Regions from separate parts of the Mus musculus genome. Here region 2 is linked to region 1. A link is a contact called in public promoter capture Hi-C data. All regions are on one chromosome and are shown on one strand. The core of a region is the stretch at or near the end of the contact, and the rest is flanking DNA. Distances in the headings are between cores, read along the strand shown. Region 1 holds the start of Rnf216 (ring finger protein 216). Region 2 holds the start of 2900089D17Rik (a long non-coding RNA gene).

Region 1 (5,521 bases), core at 846-3,345:
TGGTTTACTCACCCTTGTTTTACTGTGTTTTCCCAGAATCTCTCTCCCAGTAATGGTGATATATACCTACAACCTAGAAATCCCAGCACTTGGGAGAAAGTTGGAGGCCAGCCTGAGCTACATAGTTAGACGCTGTCAGAACAATAGCAATAAAAAGCTCACAACTGAATCCTAGAAGCATGACCATAGTCTCTGTCACCCTCCTCCTCATACCACTGTTGGCAAGCCTTCTCTTCTGGCATGGTCTGACTATGTGCTCTAAAAGTTCATGTCTTGAAACCTACTCCTCAGTCATTTCTGCATGTTTACTGGTATTTGAAATGGCGCTTCTGGGGTCCATTTTGAGATCATGATGGTGGGGCTCTCACGATGGCATTAGTGGCTTTATAAGCAGGAAGAGACACCCAAGCTGGCACACATACTTTCTTAGATAATGCAATGCCTTCTGTTATTTTATAATTAGGAAGGAGTTTCTCTCCTGATCCGTACTACATGAGAGCCTTTGGTCTTCCCAGCAAGATCACAAGTTCAAGGACAGGCTAAACTATGTAGTGAGTTCAAGGCCAGTCTAAATAACCTAGTGAGATCTTGTCTCAAATTTTAAATAAAAATAAGAAGAGGGCTGGAAATGTAATTCAGTGATTGACAGCTTCTCTAGCATCTATGAGGCCCTGGGTTCAATCTCAGAAACACACACACATACAACATATACACATACACACAAGTGTACACACACAAGCAAAGACACACAGAGCACACACACAAGCATATACACACACACATACACACAAGCACACATAACATACACAAGCACGTCATACACTCATTTGTATACAACATACACACACATAAGCACAGACACACAGAGCACACACATAACATATACACATACACACAAGCACACACACAGAGCACAAACACACCATATACACACATACACACACAAGCATATCTACACACGCACATCCACACAAGCACACATAACATACATAAGCACAGACACACAGAGCACACATACACACATGAGCACAGATACACATATATACAAGCACACATAATATACACACACACAAGCACACCACACACTCATATTCATATATATATATATATATATATATATATATATATATATATATATATATAACATAAACACAAGCACAGGCACACATTACATATACACACCATATACACATACGCATATAAGCACACATACACACACTCATACACACAAGCATACACAACATATACACACACACACAAGCACACACACTTATACATACACAACCTATAGAAGCCCAGACAGAGCACACAGATACATCATACACATACATATACACACATACAACCACACACACAACTTGAGGTTTTTTTATTTATTTAAAAAAAAATTTTTTTTGAGACAGGATTTCTCTGTGTAGCCCTGGCTATACTGAACTCACTCTGTAGATCAGGCTGGCCTCGAACTCAGGGCTTCCTCTGCCTCCCAAGTGCTGGGATCAAAGGTGTGGACCATCACTGCCTGGCTGAAAAAAATTCAATTTCTATTTTTTATTTTGATTTTATGCATATGCATGTTTTGCCTGCATGTATATCGGTGTACAACTTGCATGCTTGGTGCCCACAGAGGCTGGAAGAGATCGTCAGGGATCTTCTAGAACTGAAATTACAGACCACTGTGAGCTGCAATGAGGGTTCCATGAATCAAATTTGGGTCGGTGCTCTTGAGCGCTGGCCAGCACTCCAACCTTGATTGAACAGAGCTGGAACTTTTACTCTTCACCAAATACCTTGGGAGGAGAGTTGGGTCATTTTACCTTTCTCACCTGGTACAGAGCATCACCTCAAGAGGGGATAGATACGTGATTAATCGGTTGATTTCATAGCTAAATCGGGGCGGCTACAGTGACCCTGTGGTTCAGCTGTTCTTTTGTCTTCCCACAGCAAGGAGGAGTCAAGGTTCTGCAGTCGTGGAGCCTGGATGGAGGCCGGCTAGGCACCCATCTCTATGGTCTCGCTCTCCAGGTCCCTCCTCCCCGACTGTCCGCGTCCCTCTATGGTTCTTCCTGTTATTAGTCGGGAGGGGGCGCTGCGCGCAGGCGCGAGGTGGACGCGGTGGCGAGGCCGGAAGGAACGCAGTAGCGGCCTCGGTGGCGGCGGCGGCGGTCGCAGCGGCGGCGGTCGCAGCGGGGGAGCTTTTCCAGCGGCTGCTTCTTCAGGTGAACTTGAGACTGAACTCCCGGGCGTCGAGCCGCGCTCGCGGAGCTGGGCTGGCTGTGTTGGGGCGAGTCCGTGATGGGCGCTCGCGCGCGCGGTCTCCCGGGGCTGCGGGTCGAGCGAGGAGAGTGGCCTCCCGCCGGGGCGCCACCGGGGTGGGGGCGGGGCCCGAGGGGGACGCGCTCGCGAGCCCCGGGGGCCCGGGGACCCGCGCGGGGGGTGACGGGAGGGGAGCGACGCCGACGACCGCTGGCCTGCCGGCTCCCCTCCCGTCACTTGAGGAAGTTTCTCGGGCCGGCCTGCTGCGCGGGGGGCGCCGAGCTGCTGAGAGACGGTTCTCTGGCGGCTCGCTCTGGTGGCCGCGCTCCCCACCGCGGCCTGGAGAAGCGGAAGAGGCGACCGACTGGCGACTTCGAACTCCAGCCCGGGCCAGTTTGGGGCCCCTTGGAGTCCAAGTTGACGCCTGTCATCCCAGTCTGAGCTCCCGAGTGAAGGGGACTTGAAACTCCTGCAGTCGGGAGTCCCGGTGCGTGGTAGCGGAGAGCGCTCCCGTGCGCGTGGCACCCTGGGGTGAGCGGCAAGACCCACGCTCGAGGGGACGAGGCGGCCCCTCGTGGGGCTCCTCGGTGATCCCGAACTCCTTGCATCTCCAAAGGGTGCAATGACTTGGTATCCTCTTCTCCATTGTGCTAAGTGTCTTGGACGCCATCTCCGCTGGGGTTTGTCTTGGATTCGTTTCTTTTCTTTTCTTCATTTTTTTTTTTTTTTTAATTTTTCTGCATAGCCGAGGCTAGCCTGAAACCTGAAAAGTAGAGGCTGGGCCCAAGGGACTCAGGAATTTGCATGCCTCTGCCCTGGTGTAGGCCACCCCACCACATCTTGCCATTATGTTGTTATTGTTATTGTTATTGTTATTGTTATTGTTATTGTTGAGTCTAACTGTAGCCCTTGCGGGCATGTAGCTCAGAGGTCTGCTTGCCTCTGCTTCCTGATTAAAGGCATGTGTCATTTTTCTCCTACTCAACAGCCGCTCTACCTTTGAGCTCCACTCTCAACTCCTTGCTGGATTTTTTTGTTGTTGTTGTTTTGTTTTTTGTTTTTCGCGACAGGGTTTTTCTGTGCAGTTCTGCCTGTCCTGAAACTCACTTTGTAGACCTCAGAACTCAGAAATCCGCCTGCCTCTGCCTCCCAAGTGCTGGGATTAAAGGCATGCGCCGCCGCCGCCGCCGCCACCACCACCACCGCCCAGCTTCCTTGCTGGATTTTTGTTTGTTTGGTTTGGTTTGGGTGAGACTAATGGATTTATTGTGTTTTCCTTCAGAGCAAGGGTGAAAGAGTATGTATAGGAGCCTGTGTGCATCAGGGTCAAGTTTTCATCCCCACCATGAACGGTGACCTTATGAAAGCTCCGTCTGCTTGTTATTTTAACATGTAGAGAAGGGGCTTGTCACTGCCCTTGCTTGGAGGGAAGGACAGTATTTTTATGACCTTAGCTTATCCTAATTAAGAAATAGCCAAGCTCTGCCTTCTGAGGGTAGAGAAGGATGGTGAGCCTGAGGAGATTGCTGAGGCTCTTGAGCCTGGCTTTTGGACACCTGTGAGCCTTTTGCATTAGCAACTTTAGACTTATCTAAAAAGGACAAGAGCAGCTAGTAAAAAGCTCTTGAGGAGGAATTTAATAAAGTGTGGCTCAGGGAGATTGAAGGTTTATGAAGTCTGCTGAGTGTTTACTAACTACAGCATGAGGTAATGTGCTCTGTGTTTACTGTGCTTGGGGCTCTACTGTATTCTAGATCCTTCCAGACAGGAATTCTCATCTTGTCATCATTTTTGTTTTTTTTTTGTTTTTGTTTTTGTTTTTGTTTTTTTGTATTTTCGAGACAGGGTTTCTCTGTGTGGCCCTGGCTGTCCTGGAACTCACTCTGTAGACCAGGCTGGCCTTGAACTTGGAAATCCGCCTGCCTTTGCTTCCCAAGCTCTGGGATTAAAGGTGTGCACCACCACTGCCGGGCTTGTAGTCACATTATCTGTACAAAACATATCTTGTCTGCCTGCCTGTCTGTTTGTTTGTTTATTTATTTGAGACAGGGTTTCTCTGTGTAACAGCCTCAGCTGTCCTGGACTCCCTTTGTAGACCAGGCTGGCTTCGAACTCACAGAGATACTCCTGCCTCTGCCTCCTGAGTAGGGGCTGTTCTTCCAGAGGACTCAGGTTCAATTCCCAGAACTCTCATGGCAGCTCACAACTGTCTAACTCCAGTTCCGGGGGATCCTATACTCTTTCACTACACAGATGCAAGCAAAACACCAATACACATGAGTAAAAATAAATCATTAAAGAAACATTTAGTATGTATATGGACACTTAAGTACACTTAATGGTCAGAGGACAACTTTTGGAAGTCAGTTTCCCTCTACCATATGGGTTCCAGACGTGCTCCTCAGGCTGTCGGTCAGGTTTGGCAGCAAGTGCCCTTAACCTATTGAGCTAATTCACCAGCCTTAGCTGTACAAAACTTGGTGCTAAGTGCTAGGTATAGCTCTTCTTAGTCCTGTCAGTAATCTAATAGCTTTTGTTGCCGGGGAGGGGGAAGAGAGGTGCTGAAAAATAACTTGATACAAAGGTTCAGAGCTGGTTCTAGAATTCAGTTACACAATTTATAAAAATTTTAAATTACATTTATTCCTTGACAATTTCATGTATGACTCTTACCCCATTAATCCCCCCCACACACACACACACATACACACTTCCCATTCCCACAGTCATGAATTTTTTTGTTTGTTTTCTTTTGTAATCACTGAGTTTAACCAGGGCCATTCTCATGAGCATGGGTGGGAGCTATCCAATGGCTAGATTTTTTTCCCCATTCATTTATTTATTTATTCCCTTTATATCCCGATCTGAGCCCTCCTCTCCTCTTAGTTCCCCCTCACATAGCCCCTTGCCTCATTCCCTTCTCCCTTTCACTCCTGAGAAGGGGGAGTTTCCTCCCAAGGAACCAGCCCACCCTGGCACCTCAAGTCATTGCAGGACTACACACATCCTCTGTCACTGAGGCCAGACAAGACAGCCCAGTTAGGGGAGCAGTATCCACATCGAGGCCACAGAGTCAGGGTAAGCCCCCACTCCAGTTGTTGAGAGACCTCCATGAAGATCAAGCTGTGCAGCACACCTGCTACATATAGGGTGGGGTTAGGTCCAGCCCTTGTCTGCTCTTTGGTTAATGGCTCAGTCTCTGGAAGTCCCCATGGATCCCGAGTTGACTATTGGTCTTCCTGTAGAGTCCCTGTCCTCTTCAGCCTCC
Region 2 (5,152 bases), core at 656-3,155, 1.1 Mb before region 1:
AAAACAGACACACTCTTTCCCTAAACCAAAGGCAAAGCTGGCCCCCCTCCTGTGCTGCTCTCCTGGAGAGGGAGCCCCCCCACCCCCCAACATCCTGCATGCCTGCTTTTGTACTGATCAGCCTTGAAAAGCCAGGGGCTAGCAGCAGAGGGCACTGTGAACACACCTGCAGGGATCCAGGTGTGCATAACAGCCTGGGGGGGTGGGGGGGGTGAAGAGTGGTCACTACTTCAAGGATCAGGTACCCTCAAACCTGTCCTCGGAGGACCCAGGTTCCTTAATACTGGACGCCTCCATCCACAGGCTGCAACACAAGAGCCCAAGACCTTCCTGTGAGGGCAGTGGCACAGCCTGACCTTGTCCCAGATTCTACAGGACTGAAGAGCCCATGAGCAGAAGCCACAAGCCTACAAAACAACTCACTTCCCAGGGAAAGTCTCAGAGAAAGTGTTCTCCACCAGCAGCAGTCCAGACTGCAGTGGGACACTCCACAGTCTAGGATTTTGACTGCCTTGGCCCCAGACTATAGCAGCCATACTGCCCTGCTGTCCGTCCCCCCACACCCCAACCCCCAAGTTCAGGGGTCTGGTCCAAGAAGAGCCTCATGGGAACACTCCTGTCCACTGGGGGAGAGGAAAAAAAACAGAAACAAACCCAGCTGACTGTGGTAGGGCCAGGATCTGGTTGCTGGAACAAGCAGACATGAAATCCTAGTGAGCCCCCTGCACTGCTATGCCTCTCCCCACCTTCCTGCCTGCTTGCCACCTACCCCTATGAGACCTCTCCTTAAATCTGAGAGTTCAGCTAATATTTGTCCCATCCTCAGGGCTCTGAGAATTCCCATGCAGGGACTAGCCTCAAGGCCACACAGGAAGTCTCCCACCTCCATACAACTAACCCCCTTCTGTTCCCAGTGGCTCTCTCTCTGCACAGGAGACCCTATACTAATCCCCTTGGCTCAACAAGCTAGGACCACCTCCCAGTCTATGCTCCCTCTTTGGTGTGCCTCAAGCCCTCAGGTGGAAAGCTTGCAGAGAGAGAGGCGGCCAGCAAGACCAAGCTATCAGAGAGCCACCCCATCTACAGCTAGAGGAAGCAGCTGAGTCCCACTCCTCTCCCCTGCACCAGCTCCAAAAGCCAAGTCACTTGGGTCCCTGAAGGAGGACTCTAACTAACTGGCCTTCAGCCTTCTTCCCCCAAGCACATGATCAACCGAGGGTCCAGTGTCTTCCACCCTCAGTCATCTCTTGTGAGGCCACTCGCAAGTTTCCAAAATCATTAACTTCCTTATGGCTCCACTCTGCGCCTCTGACACACACTTTTGAAACGAAAGCTAAGTCCAAACAAGGGTTTCTTAATTCCATCTCAGAGACTTGGAACTTCCCCCTGCCAGACAAAGGCTGAAACCCTGCCCTGCACGAGCTGTACCTGGCCCATCCCCGGGTGAGTGGCCAAGTCCAACTTGGAAGCCGAATCCTCAAAGCCTGCCTAGAATGAGCCTGGCTGCATCTCTCACCTTCCATAAAGTCCCCACAAAGTTTCTGTCAGCTCCAGTTTGAGGGTAAAACAGCCACAACAACAAAACCACTCCAGCCCGGAACAAAGAAGCACGGGGTTTCCTCCTGGGCCAGCTAGTGGCCAGGAGTTGTTAAGCCCTGGTCGTCATTCTGCACCCTCACAGCCTTTGCTCTCTGCTGGCCACTTGGATCTCCTAAGTCCTTTGGCATACTGGCCTGCGGACTCAAGTCCCAATATCTCCTTAGTACTGGACACACTTGCGGAAACTGGAGGAAAAAAACCTAACAAAACAAACCCTGATTCGCTGCGGATCTCCAGTACTAGGGAGGAAAGACCATCAGTCTCCATTGTTAACATTCCTGCGTCCCACGCACTCCGGGTGCCATGCCTCCCAAATGCACTCAACTCCCCACAGAAAAGGGAACCCATCCTTCTGCCGCATAAAGTAAATTCAGAGCCAGGGGTGAGTGACCCCACCTTCTCCCACTGCAGTCCCTCCCCTGCGGGACTTCCCTCTGAGACAGGAGCCGGGCTGTGACCCCACCCCATCCCACCCCCGCTGGCCTTTTGCAAGATTCCGGCACGTGCGTTCTCCGCCGCCACCCCCCACCCCCAGGCTAGAGACTTACCTGCAGACCGGGCAGCCTCCGACCACGACGATGGAGTTGGCAGGATACCGGGTGACCGTTCGACTGTGGATGTTATAGACCCGGGGGTGGCTGGTGGGGATCCCTGTGGGAGCGGAGTGCTGATCAGCCCCGGGCGACTCGGCCCTCCTCCTCTCCTCCCTCCCTCCCCCTTAGCCCCCGTCCTCCCCGCCTCCAACGGGGCTGAGCGCGCCTGCGGGTGGGCTCTAGAAGCCAAGTGTGAACCCTCCGACACTAAGTTCACGGCCACCGGGGCAGGGCCTGGCCGGGCAGGGCGCTCCGGGTAGCAGCTGCCCCCCCGGCAGGCCCGCGCCGGGGACAGCGCGGTGCTTGGCCCGGAGGCCGTTCGGGGACCCCGAAGAGCTGCGGGCCCACCTGTGACGAGGTAGGGGTAGGGCGGCGGCGGGGGCGCGGTGGGGATGGCCCCGTAGCCGTGCGGGCCGCACGCGTAGTCGCCCTGGCCGGCCTCCAGGTTGTAGGCGGGCGGGCGCTCCTGCAACAGGGGCTTGTGGTCCATCGCGGCCCCCGGGGCCGCGCGCCCGCCAGCTCCGGCCCGGCTCGCTTCCTTCGGCCCGGCGGGGATGGCGGCGGTAGCGGCGACGGCGGTGTCCCGGGCAGCTCGGCCCAGTGAGGCGCGCGCCGGGCGGGGCGGGCGCGCCAAGGGTTCCCCGCCCTCCCGCCGGTCACAAGATCGGGGTCACGTGGGCGGGGCGGGGCGGGGCTGTGGGCGGGGTTTGGGCGAGGGCGTCTTAAAGACGCCTCAGCGGCTGCCGCTGGCGGGGTGTTGTCCTCGTTCAGTCCCGCCCCACAATGGATCTTGGACTTCCAGAGAAGTTCTGACTCCCGGCCACGGCCGGAGACCCAACAAGATCCTGGCCTCCTTTAGCTTTTGCTTTTTTTCTAAAAATAATAATAATAATGTTTGTTACAATTATTTGGGGGGAGGGTGTGTTTATATGAGTGGGCACGCATTTGGAAGCCAGAGAATAAATAACTTTCGAGAGTGGGTTCCTGCTTTCCACCATATGGGTCCTGAGATAGATTGGTTGACAGATTCTGCAGCAGGCGCCTCCACCGTTTTTCTGTGTTTGTTTGTTTGTTTTGGACCTAGGCTCATGTAGCCCAAGCTGGCCTGGAACTCTTAACCCTCTCACCTTTACCTCCTAAACTATGGACTTCGTTGCCCCTCCACGCCCAAATCCTCCCCTTGCCCAACCCAGCACCCGGGTCACCACCCACAGGGAGGGACCAGGCGAGCCCCTCCCAATCACTGCCCACACATCCTTGGGTGTAGGAAGGAAAACAACTGAGTACGCTCACCCACTGAAGCCTACTCAACTGCTGAGCCTTCCTCCTCCTCCTCTTTTGATTAATTTTCGCTTTCAGGGGCTGTGGCCACTAATTAGAAATAACTGCCCTGCTTGGGAGAACCCTAAACTCTAAGCACCTGCGGCGCTTCCTTCAGGTTCTCCAACTTTTTTTTAGCAGCCTGACCGCAAACTTGCTGAGTGTACAGCATGGCGATGTGGCTCCCTAGGAGAGGACCATGGTCTGACACAGGCCCATGCAGTCTCTGCATAGCTACTGCCATGCCGCTAGCCCAAGTATCGCCTGGCATGAGTTTACCTAACACACGTGAAGCCGTGGGTTCCGGCACGTGACTCTCACCCCAGTGCTTGGGAAATGATTCAAGAGAATCAGGTCCACTACTACACAGCAAGTTCAAGGCCAGCCTCAGCTACATGAGACCATGTCTCCAAAAACCAAGCAAGGAAAAAGAAATGTTGGAACAGTGAGAATCCTTCCCAATTGTTGCCTATGTATTTCCAGGGTCTTGTGTGTGTGTGTGTGTGTGTGTGTGTGTGTGTCCATCCGTCCATCTGGTGGCACTCTGAAGGAGAATTAGGAGTTCAGAGCCAGTCTGGGTAACATTTTGAGACTCTACCTCAAAAGATACCCAGTGAGGTTGTATGTGTAGCTCAGTTCATAGAGCAGTCACCCAGCGTGCCTGAAGCCCCAGGACCCATCCCAGCATTGCATTAACTGGGCATGGTGGCTCAAGCCTGTAATCCCAGCACTCTAGAGGTGGAGACAGAAGCCTCCAAAGTGAAAGGTCGGGCTGGAGAGATGGCTCAGCAGTTAAGAGCACTAGCTGCTCTTCCAGAGGTCCTGAATTCAATTCCCAGCAACCACATGGTAGCTCACAACCATCCGTAATGAGATCTGATGCCCTCTTCAGGTGTCTTCTAAAGACAGCTACAGTGTACTGTCATATACATACATAAGTCTTTAAAAATAAATTCAAGATCATCCGTGGCTTAACAGCAAGATCCACTGCATCTCAACAACAGCATACAAACCTGGCTAATGGGGACTGGCTTTGAAGGAAGCAGGGGTGACTCCCCTGGAGTGACAGAACCCAAAGGCTTGAGCAGCATGAAGTAGAAGCCCCTCTCCAGGGAAGCCTGGGCTGCACCACCAAGCCTTATCACCGCAAAGAAGTGGATTCATCTCAGGTGGCTCACCAGCACCTCAGGTGGTGAGTCTGTCTCACTGAAGAAAAAAAAAAAAAAAAAAAAAAAAACATCTGGGGCTGGAGAGATGGCTCAGCGGTTAAGAGCACTGACTGTTCGTCCAGAGGTCCTGAGTTCAATTCCCAGCAACCACATGGTGGCTCACAACCATCTGTAATGGGATCCAATGCCCTGTTCTGGTGTGTCTGAAGACAGAGACAGTGTATTCACATTTAAAAAAAATAAAAGTCTAAAGATGGATGGATGGACAGGTGGATGGATGGACAGGTGGGTGGACAGGTGGGTGGGTGGAGGAGGAGGGAGGTGCTTCTGGGTCAGTCAGTAAGGCGAGGATTTGTGTTTGTATCCTAACAACCACATAAAAGCCAGCTAAGGCGGTGTGCACCTCTGATCCCAGTGCTGGAGAGGCCGAGAAAGATCCCTGCAGCTCACTGGCCAGCCAGCATGGCCAAA

The links. Promoter capture Hi-C pulls out the DNA fragments that hold promoters and counts their contacts.
Region 2: a promoter capture Hi-C map of liver shows a contact between it and region 1, with 2.5 times the contacts expected there. The contact joins the promoter of 2900089D17Rik here to the promoter of Rnf216 in region 1.

Annotation. Positions count from the first base shown.
Region 1 is chr5:143,109,594-143,115,114 of GRCm38.p6, reverse strand. It overlaps Rnf216 (ring finger protein 216), which reads left to right and starts at 2,095. Exons shown (of 17, transcript NM_080561.4): 1 at 2,095-2,216.
Region 2 is chr5:144,252,908-144,258,059 of GRCm38.p6, reverse strand. 2900089D17Rik (a long non-coding RNA gene) reads left to right here and starts at 1,905. Exons shown (of 3, transcript XR_868683.3): 1 at 1,905-1,981. It overlaps Bri3 (brain protein I3), which reads right to left and starts at 2,835. Exons shown (of 3, transcript NM_018772.4): 1 at 2,541-2,835; 2 at 2,148-2,250. The coding sequence starts at 2,682.